Linked DNA regions of Drosophila melanogaster: region 2 is linked to region 1. Evidence: chromatin contacts called from public Hi-C data. All regions are on one chromosome and are shown on one strand. The core of a region is the stretch at or near the end of the contact, and the rest is flanking DNA. Distances in the headings are between cores, read along the strand shown.

Region 1 (5,823 bases), core at 1,603-4,102:
TATGCGGAAAATTTTCATTAAGGAATGCTGTCGTCTATATGCATCGCCTGAGCTATTTTCATCGATCGACCATCCAAAACCAGAACGGATAAAGGTTGCCAACACAATTCCGGTAGAGAAAATCTAGTGCAAAGTTAAGTTTGATTTGCGTTATAGAAAAGCCGCGGAAAACAATGAAAATCGTGTGTGTATATGTCGCGAACCCGAACGCGCGATCCTCGTCTTCGAGCCGAAATGCTTCTCGTTTAGAGATCTAATTTTGGCCAAGTTATTTCTTTAGATTTATTTTCGATCAAACGCACAGCGAAAGAGATGAGCAAACTATGCGACTTTGTGTGTGTATATACGCCTATATACTGTGTATATAGCGCAGACGAGGGCGAAGGCGTTCGGTTCGGGTGTCGGATTACGTATACGTAGTGTGTTCTCGGGGCTGGCAACTCTCCCAGATCCGCACTCACGCATACACTCACACACTAAGTAGGCAATGCCCAGCAGCCATGTCAAGATTTTCATGATGACCAAAAATGTGCGTACCAGAAATTTCAGGGTTACCACATCGACCCCGTTTTCGAAAATAAAAAGGGTGGTCAACACCCACCTCTGCTAAAGTATTTTTAAAAACAATTAATGAGGCAGCATAATAAAATGAAACGAATAAAAACAAAAATTTGATGGGATTTACGTTTGATCGACTAACATGAACATGAAGATGTAAATGCTAATCGAGTTCCTTTTGCGCAGATGTCGAATTCGTTTTCGAAGTCATGGGCTCCCCCGGTGAGGGCATTGATGCCGTCGACCTAGGTGATGCCCTCCGCGCTCTGAACTTGAACCCCACCTTGGCGCTGATCGAGAAATTGGGCGGCACCAAGAAGCGCAACGAGAAGAAGATCAAGCTGGATGAGTTCCTGCCCATCTACTCACAGGTCAAGAAGGAGAAGGAGCAGGGCTGCTACGAGGACTTCATTGAGTGCTTGAAGCTCTACGACAAGGAGGAGAACGGCACCATGCTGCTGGCTGAGCTGCAGCACGCCCTGCTGGCGCTTGGTGAGTAATCAACATGCATATATCCTGGGATATCCCTCTAAATCATTGTGTGCATTACAGGTGAGAGCTTGGATGACGAGCAGGTGGAGACCCTGTTCGCTGACTGCATGGATCCCGAGGATGATGAAGGATTTATCCCCTACTCTCGTAAGTATTCGTTCAATGGACGATACTCATCTAATGTTTTTTGTGCATATACGATTTGTAAACGCCGTTTGTCTATTCCACATGTCACTCTTTGTCTGCGCACAAACCAAAAAAATCCCCACCATTCTGCACTGTGCACTTTGTACCACCAACTCGACCTGAAAAACACCAACAAACCTAAAAATATGTGTATGCGTGTATCCATGTTTGCGTGTCCATTCCTCCAACACTACACTCGCAAAAAAAAAAAAAAACCGACCAACTCCCGAATGTCAAACGTATGGTCTCTGCACGGTGATTGCGTCTTGTTTACCCGCCGTTTGTCGCCGATCCACTTGAAATTGAATGAAAACAGAGTTCGTCCAGCGCCTGATGAGCGATCCTGTCGTCTTCGACTAAACAGTAAGTAGGGATGGAGCCCATGGCCACTTCGCCGATCTCTGGATGTCTACTTGTCCAACAAATTTGGGGAATACCTTGCTAATATGGCCCTTTTCTTCGTCTACTCCACAGCATTCCTCGCCAGAATGTGTGACAGACCAGATCAGCTAAAATAGTTGAAAACAACAGCTTCAACAACAACCAACAAACAACAACAACAACAACAACAACACCAACAAACTTTTAGCGACAACCATTCTCCATAGATGTTATATTCATCGCTAACTCTCTCTATCTCTCTCGTATATTATTTTAATTAAAAATTACTTCTGCTACTACAACTGCAAAATTGAACTTCAAGATAATATTATTTTTTAAAAAATAAAAAAATTTAAATTATAAAATAACGAAAACAAAAAAACTGAAAAATATTCAAAGTTTTGTGCACATTATTTTGTTATGAATTATTTTGTTGGTTCAGCCAAAAGCAAAGCAATAGTTAATGATTATTTTATATGAGACGTGAATAAACCAAATAGCAAATAATATAATGTTTAGGCAAATTCAACATCCGAAAGCGTCCAAAAAGGGCAGTTAGCAAAACGCCAAATGTGTAAATTGTGGCCTTTTTGCGTTCTCAATTTACCAAGTGAATGTGTGAAAGTGAAATAAGTCAAATGTATTTAAATAAACACTAAGAATAATTGTGCGGCCGATGAGGTGTTGCACAATCAATATAAAAGAAGATCAGGGTGGTGGAAAATTTGGGATTATGCTATATAGGCAGCCAATATTAATACAAGATGTGGCTGACTTGTTTAATAAACTAAAAGTAATAGAGAAAGTTTAAAAATCTTATACTGAATCCACAAAGAAATATCTAGATATTTTCGCCGCAGACTGCAATACTTCAGCTGAGACACAAACCACCAACGAGAAGCAGGCGAAAGACTAAAATACCGTGTACTAAAATGTCGTTTTCGCTTTTTCTCAACGAGAGAGAGCTTTCGAAATGTTTGTTAAGCTTAGAGCTTGGTTAATATGGTTTTTGTCTCTACTTTCGTAATTATTATTTATTTATTATATTAAAATAGTAAGTGTAAGAAGGGGTGGAAATACCCGCATCCTGGTATCTACCTTCCTCGTCTAGTCAACAATAACAATTATAAACTAATCACAAAAATAGCTTGGGGGTTGAGATTCCGCTGAGCTTTTGCGTCGACGTCGAATCAAAAAAGTGTCAGAAAAGTTTCGGTTAAATACGACGACTACGAATCAGTTGAAATCGAGATAACAAACCGACAAGCCGACCGAGCGGGAGCTGTCTCGCTTTTTTTAAAAATTTGCACCAGCAAAAATCCAAATAAATTAGCAGAGTGCCAGTGAAGTAAGTGAGCGTGAGTGCGCCAAGTCAAAATATAAATATTGTCATTTACGCCGTTTCAAAATATATTTCCGCGAGCATTTCTCGAATCGAAAGTGAACCCAAAATATATTATTCCAAGTGAAAAGGACTAGCCCAAAGATACACACACACACACACAGGAAAAATACCGACAGATCTGTAGTCCTTTTCGAGTTTTCCCGTGAGTGCAACAAATACAGACACACCACACACACACTCGTTCGACTTTCAATATGGCGGATGTCCTGGAGAAAAGCTCACTGCTGGATGCTGTGCCACCACTAGGCGACCCCCACCCACCGCTGCCCCACCAGCAGCTGCAACAGGAAGCAGCAGCAGCAGCAGCAGCAAATGCCGCACCACCAGCACCACCGCAGCAGCAACAACCACCACCCCATCAGCTGCAGCAGCAGCAGCCGCAACAACAGCAACTGCAACAGAAGCCAGCAAATGCGAGGGCTAATCAGGATCAAAAAGGTGAGGGCGTTGCAAGATACACAGAAAAGAAATGGTTCAGATTAAACCATATATATAGAAATTATTATTAGTTAAGTGTCAAAACATATAACTACCTTGCTATGTGTGCAGTTATGTGGTATTTACCTGAATTTAGTAAGTAAAAGTGACTTCACAGCGCATTACGCATACGCCGCGTGTGCTTTAGAAAATCAATTAGGAAAGTTCAAGGCACGCCTCCGTAGCCCAGTTGCAGCGGTGATAGCGATGGCTATGGCTCAATTAGGCAAATTATATTGCCGGCACACCCCAGGACATTGATGGTTATGTCAGGCGAGCATGCAGGCCATAAGACTCACGTCATGCCCGCCACATTATGCAAATAGATTTGGCCGGTTCAGCGCTCTGTGTGTGTTTGATCTGTTTGAGTAACCGCTTAGACCGGCAAGTTTACGGCTTTTGGGGCGCAGCTCAAAGGGGGGCTCGACTGCCGGCAGGATGTGGAAGTTGTGGCTGCATTGTGCATTGTGGTATCCCAGCTCTCGGTTTAATGACCTGCAACTGTGGCAAGCCATCAACCACCCACACGACGGCCGAGTGCAGCTTTTAATTGTTCTTGATGCCCGATGCCTTGGCATCGGCTAGGTGCAAGTGTGTATCTATCAGATACACAATATACATACATATATTTCTAGAGAGATACCGATATGGCCGACTGCGATAAAAGTTATCAGCAATTCGAGCTCGTGCACTCACAAAAGGATTATCTCTGCACTTGCACATAGCTTATAAAAAGAAATCCAACGTTAAATCTTTTCTAAGACTAATCTGAAAATCCTTTTAAGTTTAAAAAAATATGGGTTTGCCAAAACATGAAGTATATTAAGTTACATTTATTTTTTCTGAGTGCACTGCTGCTGTGGTTGCTCTGCATTTGACCTCGTTTTAAATCGAGCTGCGTGTACCTTTTCATTCGTGGTCGTTCAGTCTGCAGAGTTCTCGAGCATCAGCTGGCTAAACTAAATATTGAATTTCCTGTTGAATAGGGTATTCCGCCTGCGACGTGGCACCAATGCGAACTATCCTCTAAACTAACAGTTGACTTCATTAGGGCAGTGCGATGTGTGTGCAGCGAAAAGATACACCCCTGCCTCGCGCCGTGTGAATATTAAATCAAGTGTGTTCGAGTCAAGAGCAAACCGGCTCTGCTAAATAAAAACAATAACAATGCTCCGCTGCTGTAGCTTTGTTTAGTGCTAATAATAAAAGTAAAAATATCGTCGTTGATTACTATCAGAGATGTCATCTACATGAAGTCACCACAGATCTAGATTATACATACATATGTACTCGTATTGATAAGACTTTCTTTCAACCTGATTGATCTGCACTTACTTTCATATTTTATACCAAAAATAATAATTATAATCGTGTGACGTAATGCTGCTCAATTGAAAACAAACAAATGCATACTGCACTCAGCGATTTTATAAATAGCCCAGAATCGCTGCAATTTCTGTCACCCATTTCGCGGTGGCTTTTCAATTATCACAAAACGCTGCCAGTCTCGTTTCTCATTTGCAGTTGTTGGCGCTGCAATTGATTTTCCTCTCTCTCTCTCTCGGTCTTTGGTTTTTCCTATTGGGGGCGTGTGCCAGTTTTTCGTAGATACCTTTTTCTTAACCGAAATGCCTTTAAAACTCTGCTAATTGTTAAGGTTTCCGCTTTGTGAAACAATTACCAAATATTTGGAGCCATATTTGTGGGGCACACCCATGCGCAAACTATTCGAGCAAGACGCATTTGAATTTTGGCTTCTGATTTTGTGATTTTGGGATACGCATGGCCTGTCCATATGGTCTTAATGATTAATTAATTGGTCTGATTCAAGAATTTGTGTCCACTTATCAGGCGAGCAGTCTGCCTTATGGCTAATTTCTTGACTGGTAGCCACTAAGTTGTTAATGCATTGTTTATCTGATGAATGCATCTGGGAATGCGGCAAAGTTGGTGCTCGATTAATTAATTTCAAAATTAAAAGTTTGATCAATAAAGTTGGCAACGGAATATTAATAAAGTACTGCCTTAGCTCGGGTGTTTGCCTAATTGTTTTTCCGCTGAGTAAAGTGTCGCTAGACACGCGACATGCAAATCCCCGTGGATCCGTGTTGCCCTCTAATTAAAGCCACAAAAGAGTTGTCAAATGGCTACGGAGCGTTGGCACCTCCAATCCAATTTCAGTTCAATAAACTCGGCCAGGGAACTTGCTTTGGAATCTGCCCGATTTTCCAAGACAGTTTTCACTTTCTTCAGTAGGAGAGGGGGGGCGGGAGTCTTTAGCCTGGGTGGGTTACCCAATCCAATTCAATGCAAGCCCAATTCCA
Region 2 (5,744 bases), core at 392-2,891, 43 kb before region 1:
TTCTGACGTCCGGGGCCGCCGTTCATCCGCCCGAAGTTGCGATTCTTGGGCTCTCGATCGCGTTCCCGCTCCCTTTCCCTCTCACGTTCACGCTCCTGGGATCTGTGTGGATTGGAGCTACTGGCCAAGGGCTGTTGCTTCTCTGGAACCAAGCCTTCAGCAGCGACGGACCGTCGGTTTTCCTTTTCCTCACGCGAGGATGATGTTCGTGGACCACGTGGCTTTCTTTCGTTGAGCGCCGGGAAGTCCTGTGGCCGCGGCGGCTTGCGCTCCTTATTGCTGGCTTTGAGGTAGGCCTGCTCGTCCTCCCAGTTTCTTGAGTATTTACTAGGCCCACGCGTATATCGCCGGCGACGTCTGGCTCTGGGTGGTGCGTCCTCGTTTCTAATGTCGTAGCCGTATGTTTGCAGCAACTCTGCACGGGATTTGGGAGCCTGCTCCGTGGCCTCGAATCGATCGTGAGACCAGCGATCACCGCCTGAAGCTGGTTGCCATTTTCGCATGGTCTTCGATGCCTGTGAGATCTGTGGCGTTTGGCCAGTCGGCGTGGCACCGGCGGCCGCAAGTCCATTGAGTTCGCCATTTGGCTCCGCCGCCGCCTGGCCAGCACCGTTTTCGGGTTCGATCAGGATTTCTCCCTCGGTCTCCGCCGTCCGATCGTCGTGCTCGTAGAAAGTGCCCCGCTTTGGGATGTACTGCGGATTGCTGCGATCCTCGTCCACCTTCTTCTGGGCCTCACTGTCTGCGACGGAGCGGTCCATCGCCTGCTCCCCTTCGCCATCGTCCGTTTCGCTGCCCACCTCATCGTCCTCGTCGTCCGTCTCAGATTCCTCCTCGCTCCCACTGCCACTGGCGCTGCCGCTGGCACTCTCCTCGTCGTCATAGTCCTCTCCGCCCTCCAGATCACTGGCCGTGTCGTACTCGGAGTCGTGCGGATGCGAATTGGAGTTGGGCTCCTGGGTGGGCGAGGTGCCCGGCTCGACGTCCACGGTGGTATCCGCTGTGGGCGTTACAGCCACTGGCGCCTCGCTGGCAGGTGCAGCCGTGGCCTGGGGGATGTCGGTCGGGGGCGTGGCCGCCGTTGGTTTCTCCACTTCGGCCATCGCGGGGTCTCTTCGGTTTTCTGCCTCGCTACTGCTGCTGCTGCTTCTTCTGCGGAATGACATAGAACGGGATTCTAGGTGTCACTGGGATATCCAAGCCAGGGCTCCGTATATCAACTCACGTGCGAATTCTTGACAAGGCCTAACTACTCTAGTAAGCGTGCTTCTTGTTACGGTAAATTCTAAGAAAAAACCAATAATTTCGCACAATTTTCTCGACAACAACGCAATCAGAAAATAGAAAGTCTAGGGTTACCTTTCTCTCGCCGCAGAGATGCCACACTGTTGAAAACGTAACGACAGGGCGAGAAACGTAGCAATGTGCATACGTATTGAAATAGTGGCAGCTCTGGTAGTTACCGGTTCATGTTAGTAATAAAAAACATATAGAACATAGAACATAGAAAAAATATTCTATTACTTTTTTTTAATAGTTTACAATATTAAGTATCTTTGACAAAAATTCACCTTTGAAGTATAGAACTAAATCCTTAGTATTTCTTTAGTGGCTATCGAAAACGGTATCGACGGCTGGACATCGCTGGCCAGCTGTTGTAGGGGAAGGAAAGAGAGCGTAAAGCGGAGTTCGAATAGAGCGACAGACGATTAATTAATATCACTTGGAATCAGAAGTCGGACAAGAAGCAGACTCCGCAGAACAGGAAAAGATGTCGAAGTTTCTGGGCGTGCCGCTGAAGAAGCCGTCGGAGGTGGATGTGATCAAGCCGCTGAACAATCTCATCCAGAGCACCTACAACGGTGCGTCGGAGGAGGAGAAGGGCAAGTACGGAGAGGCCGTCAACGAATTTTCGAAACAACGCAATACGGCAATTTGGAAATTCTTTGAAAAGTACGAGGCTTCGCTGGAGATTGTGTACGCGTAAGTACCACCATGTCTTTGTGGCCTTCTTCCGGGAATCTCCCGATGAGTCACCCGCACAACGGGGCAGCTAATCACACCCATTCCATTCGATTCGATTCCACCTGGTGCTTCTGTATTGGTGTGGTGGTCAGACGTAAACAAGCTCTCGGATGACGTAGTCGTTAACTAAATGTTTTGCCTCCGGGTTTTGTTGCCTGCTCTGTATTTCCAGCTATTATGACCAGATTTGTGCGCTGGAGACCAAGATATCGGTTAGCGAACTTCAGATACCCTTTAAGTGGAAGGATGCCTTCGACAAGGGCTCCATTTTCGGCGGCAAGATCAGCCTGAGTGAGTGATTCATTGCCATGTGCCAAGTATATTTCACCACTAACCCAACGGCATCCACCATCCACAGCTCACACCTCCTTGCTTTACGAGAAGGTCTGTGTGCTCTTCAACATTGCCGCCCTGCAGAGCAACATCGCTGCCAACCAGTCCCTGGATTCGGATGACGGCCTTAAGCTGACCATCAAACTGCTCCAGCAGAGCGCCGGCATCTTTCAGTATTTGAAGGGAGCGACGCCAGCGGCAGTGCCCTCGGAACCCACGCCCGATCTCAGCCAGGATACGCTAACCGTGCTGCAGGCTCTGATGGTCGCCCAAGCGCAGGAGGTTTTCATTCTGAAGGCAATTAAGGGTATGTAAAATTAATTCACAAAGAGCACGAACACCGTTCACATTTAAATGCTTATCTATGAGCAAAATTTAGTTGTTTACATTGGGCGATAAACTATTTTATCAGGTAAAAGCGTCTTTGGCATACAATAAAAGCACTCAATGCAATATTTTTCGGACAAAGCTTATCCGAAGATATTACTTTTGATACGTGGGGACATTACCCAGTTATTTCCTTTGAAATTATATGATAAGAACGATTGAAATGAATCATTCCATTCAACAAAAATAATGTACCAATCAATGGCTCTAGAGTAATGGAAACACATTCCGCTATGAATCGAGGTTAACATGTTCAAGTATTTACATTCCGGCAGATAACTTGAAGGACCAGATCATCGCCAAGCTTTGCTGCCAGGCGGAGGAGTCTTACGCCGATGTGCTGCGCGCTATGCAAAAGGAGTCTGTGCGCAGCCTGTGGGAGAAGGAGTGGATACCTACTATTGCTGGAAAGCAGGCCGGCTTCCATGCCCTCACCCAGTTGTACCAGAGTCTGGTGTGCCGTGCCGCCAAGAAGATTGGCGAGGAGATTGCTCGCTTGCGCAACGCCATTGATCTTTTCAAGGCGGCTCAGACGCGTAGCGGAAATGAGACCTACTTGGATGAATACTTCAGCCGCGCCAAGCGCAACTTGACCGAGTCCACCAAGGACAACGAGTTCATCTACAACGAGATCATACCAGAGCTGAGCACCTTGACCTCTCCTGGAAAAGCCCAGTTGGCCAAGCCACTGCCCATTGCTGTCCCCTTGGCTGAAAATTTTAAGGATATATTCAGCAGCCTAGTGCCCGTGGAGCTTCATCGTGCTCTGACCGCCTCCGATATGCGCCGCAATGAGATCGTCAACGTGGAGATCATGAAGTTGCGTGAAGCCACCCAGACTCTGAATGCTGTTTTGGCCAGCTTGAATCTTCCAGCGGCCGTGGAGACAGCCGATGGCAACAGTGGGCTTCCGCCGTCGCTAAAGGAAAAGGCCAATGAAGTTCGCCAGAAGGGGGGCATTGAAAATGTGCAGACGATGCTTAAGGATCTTCCCGAGCTTCTGAACCGCAACCGCGAGATCCTCGACGAAACCGAGCGGCTCTTGGACGAAGAACGCGACTCCGATAACCAGTTGCGGGCGCAGTTCAAGGATCGTTGGACTCGCATCAGCTCCGACAAGCTAACAGAGATGTTCCGCACCAACGCGAAAAAGTATCGCGAAGTCATCACCAATGCCATCGAAGCCGACAAGGTGGTTCGCCAGAAGTTTGAGGCCAACCAGAAGGGCATCCAACTCTTGTCCTTGCCACCCGATCAAATCCAACAGTCTCTGCCCTCGGCCAGTGGCAGTGTGGACCCAAACTGCTCCAGCGTGCAGCGTCTTAAGAAGCTGATGGACGACGTGGAGACCATTAAGGCGGAGCGTGAGGCCATTGAGTCCGAGCTGAAAGGTGCCACTTTCAACATGAAGGACGAGTTTTTGATTGCCCTGCAGAAGGATGGCGCTATTGACGAGCCCGCCCTCTCGTTGGCGCGTATTGGCCAAGTGCTCAATCCCCTGCAGCAGCAGGTGCGCGAGAGCGTGGAACGTCAGCAGTCCTTGGTCAGCGAGATCCAAAGCGCCCATGGTGCCTTTGTCTCTGAAACTGGTAGCTGCGGCAGCTCGCGGGATACTTTATACCAGGAGCTAGCAACCGCCTTCGATAGCTACATTGAACTTTCTGGAAATCTGCAGGAGGGCACCAAGTTCTACAACGACCTCACGCAGTTGCTGGTTGTGTTCCAGAACAAGATCAGCGACTTTGTGTTCGCCCGCAAGACAGAGAAGGAGGAGCTGCTCAAGGACTTGACCACAGAGTCCAGCCGCCAGGCATGTCCGGCCACTCCAGCCCTTCCCTCGCACTATGCATCCACATCGGGCAGTGGCAGCGGTGAGTGAAGCATCTTAAGCCGAACTTAACAGAATATATAAACCGTCCATTTCTTTTTAGATATTCCACCTGGCTCCGCACCTAGTGTGCCACCTGCCGCATCAACGGCCAACATTCCGTATCCGGCCCAAGTGCAAGGCATGCCTATTCCATATGGAGCCCAGCCAGGTGTGCCCTACCCCGCCTATGTGCCCGCTCCGATGCCGCAGAGCTTCAATCCATACGCCACCTTGCCGTATCCTGGTAGTAAGTTAACGTCACCGCTTAAAATGAATCTTCAATAATGCTGATCATCTTCTGCAGACTATCAGTACCAGGGATTCCCGCAGGGACCGCCACCCGGCCACTACGGAACATACCCAGGCAGTTATGCCAACCAGCAGGGTGGATATCCCAACCAGAAGCCACCTGGCTGGTAAATGGCGCTGTAGCTGTAATCAAGTTCATGTCCACATGTGCGCAGTCCGTTCCGCCCAAGGGTCAATCGCATGGCAGAGCCTCAGATGAGTCTGGATGGTGGGCAGACAAGATGGGTGGTATTCGGCATTTAATGCTCCGTGTTCTGGTTCTGTTTGGAAATTGTATCATACATGTTGATGGCTTATTGGATTTTAATCTCATATATGAAAACATTATTATCACGTATCACAGTAAACGTTCTTACCCTAGACACGTGTGTTAAGCTAGAGTGAGTTACTTTTTCCTAGCCTGCGAAAGAACTCGCGCTTCATTTCGGCAATTACCCGTGGAGCACACATGCTGCTTACTAAAAGCTCGCAATTAGAACTAATGGGAGTTGTCTCCGGTGGATTGGCAGCTACTCGGAATCTCTTGGAGTTGGCGTTGAGGAGCAGTTTGTACTCCTCGTGGGGCATCACTTCCAAAGGACGCACTGACAGGTTGATACTGTTCAACAAAGTTTTCCAATCCGCTTGGCTGATGTAGTCGGTATCGTAGAGCTGTCGAGTGCTCTTGCCACTCTCTAAATTCTGCACCGCCTGCTCGAACTGGGCAAAGAGGTCGCTGGGCTTGGTAGACACATTATCCAGCTGGTTGGGATTGAGCAGATACTGCTTAACTTGATTGCTCTCACCCCTAACAAAGCTCTCCACAATGTGCATGACCAGG

The links. A called contact is a pair of places that touch in the nucleus more often than the background predicts.
Region 2: a contact with region 1 is called in a Hi-C map of the Kc167 cell line, with 2.5 times the contacts expected there. A contact is called at or near these places in 10 of 107 Hi-C or Micro-C datasets (the Clone 8 cell line, the Kc167 cell line, the OSC cell line and 4 more).

What each region holds. Positions count from the first base shown.
Region 1 is chr3R:27,653,843-27,659,665 of dm6, reverse strand. It overlaps tau (tau,), which reads left to right and starts at 2,852. Exons shown (of 6, transcript NM_001300636.1): 1 at 2,852-3,460. The coding sequence starts at 3,217. Mlc1 (Myosin alkali light chain 1) reads left to right here. Exons shown (of 6, transcript NM_001300640.1): 3 at 745-1,050; 4 at 1,111-1,197; 5 at 1,553-1,599; 6 at 1,711-2,588. The coding sequence ends at 1,596.
Region 2 is chr3R:27,696,007-27,701,750 of dm6, reverse strand. It overlaps ALiX (ALG-2 interacting protein X), which reads left to right and starts at 1,641. Exons shown (of 6, transcript NM_143325.4): 1 at 1,641-1,983; 2 at 2,198-2,316; 3 at 2,384-2,665; 4 at 3,021-4,616; 5 at 4,677-4,862; 6 at 4,920-5,285. The coding sequence starts at 1,772. The coding sequence ends at 5,035. btz (barentsz) reads right to left here and starts at 1,387. Exons shown (of 2, transcript NM_001276099.1): 1 at 1,226-1,387; 2 at 1-1,152. The coding sequence starts at 1,103. It overlaps HSPBAP1 (HSPB1 associated protein 1), which reads right to left. Exons shown (of 1, transcript NM_143324.3): 1 at 5,220-5,744. The coding sequence ends at 5,300.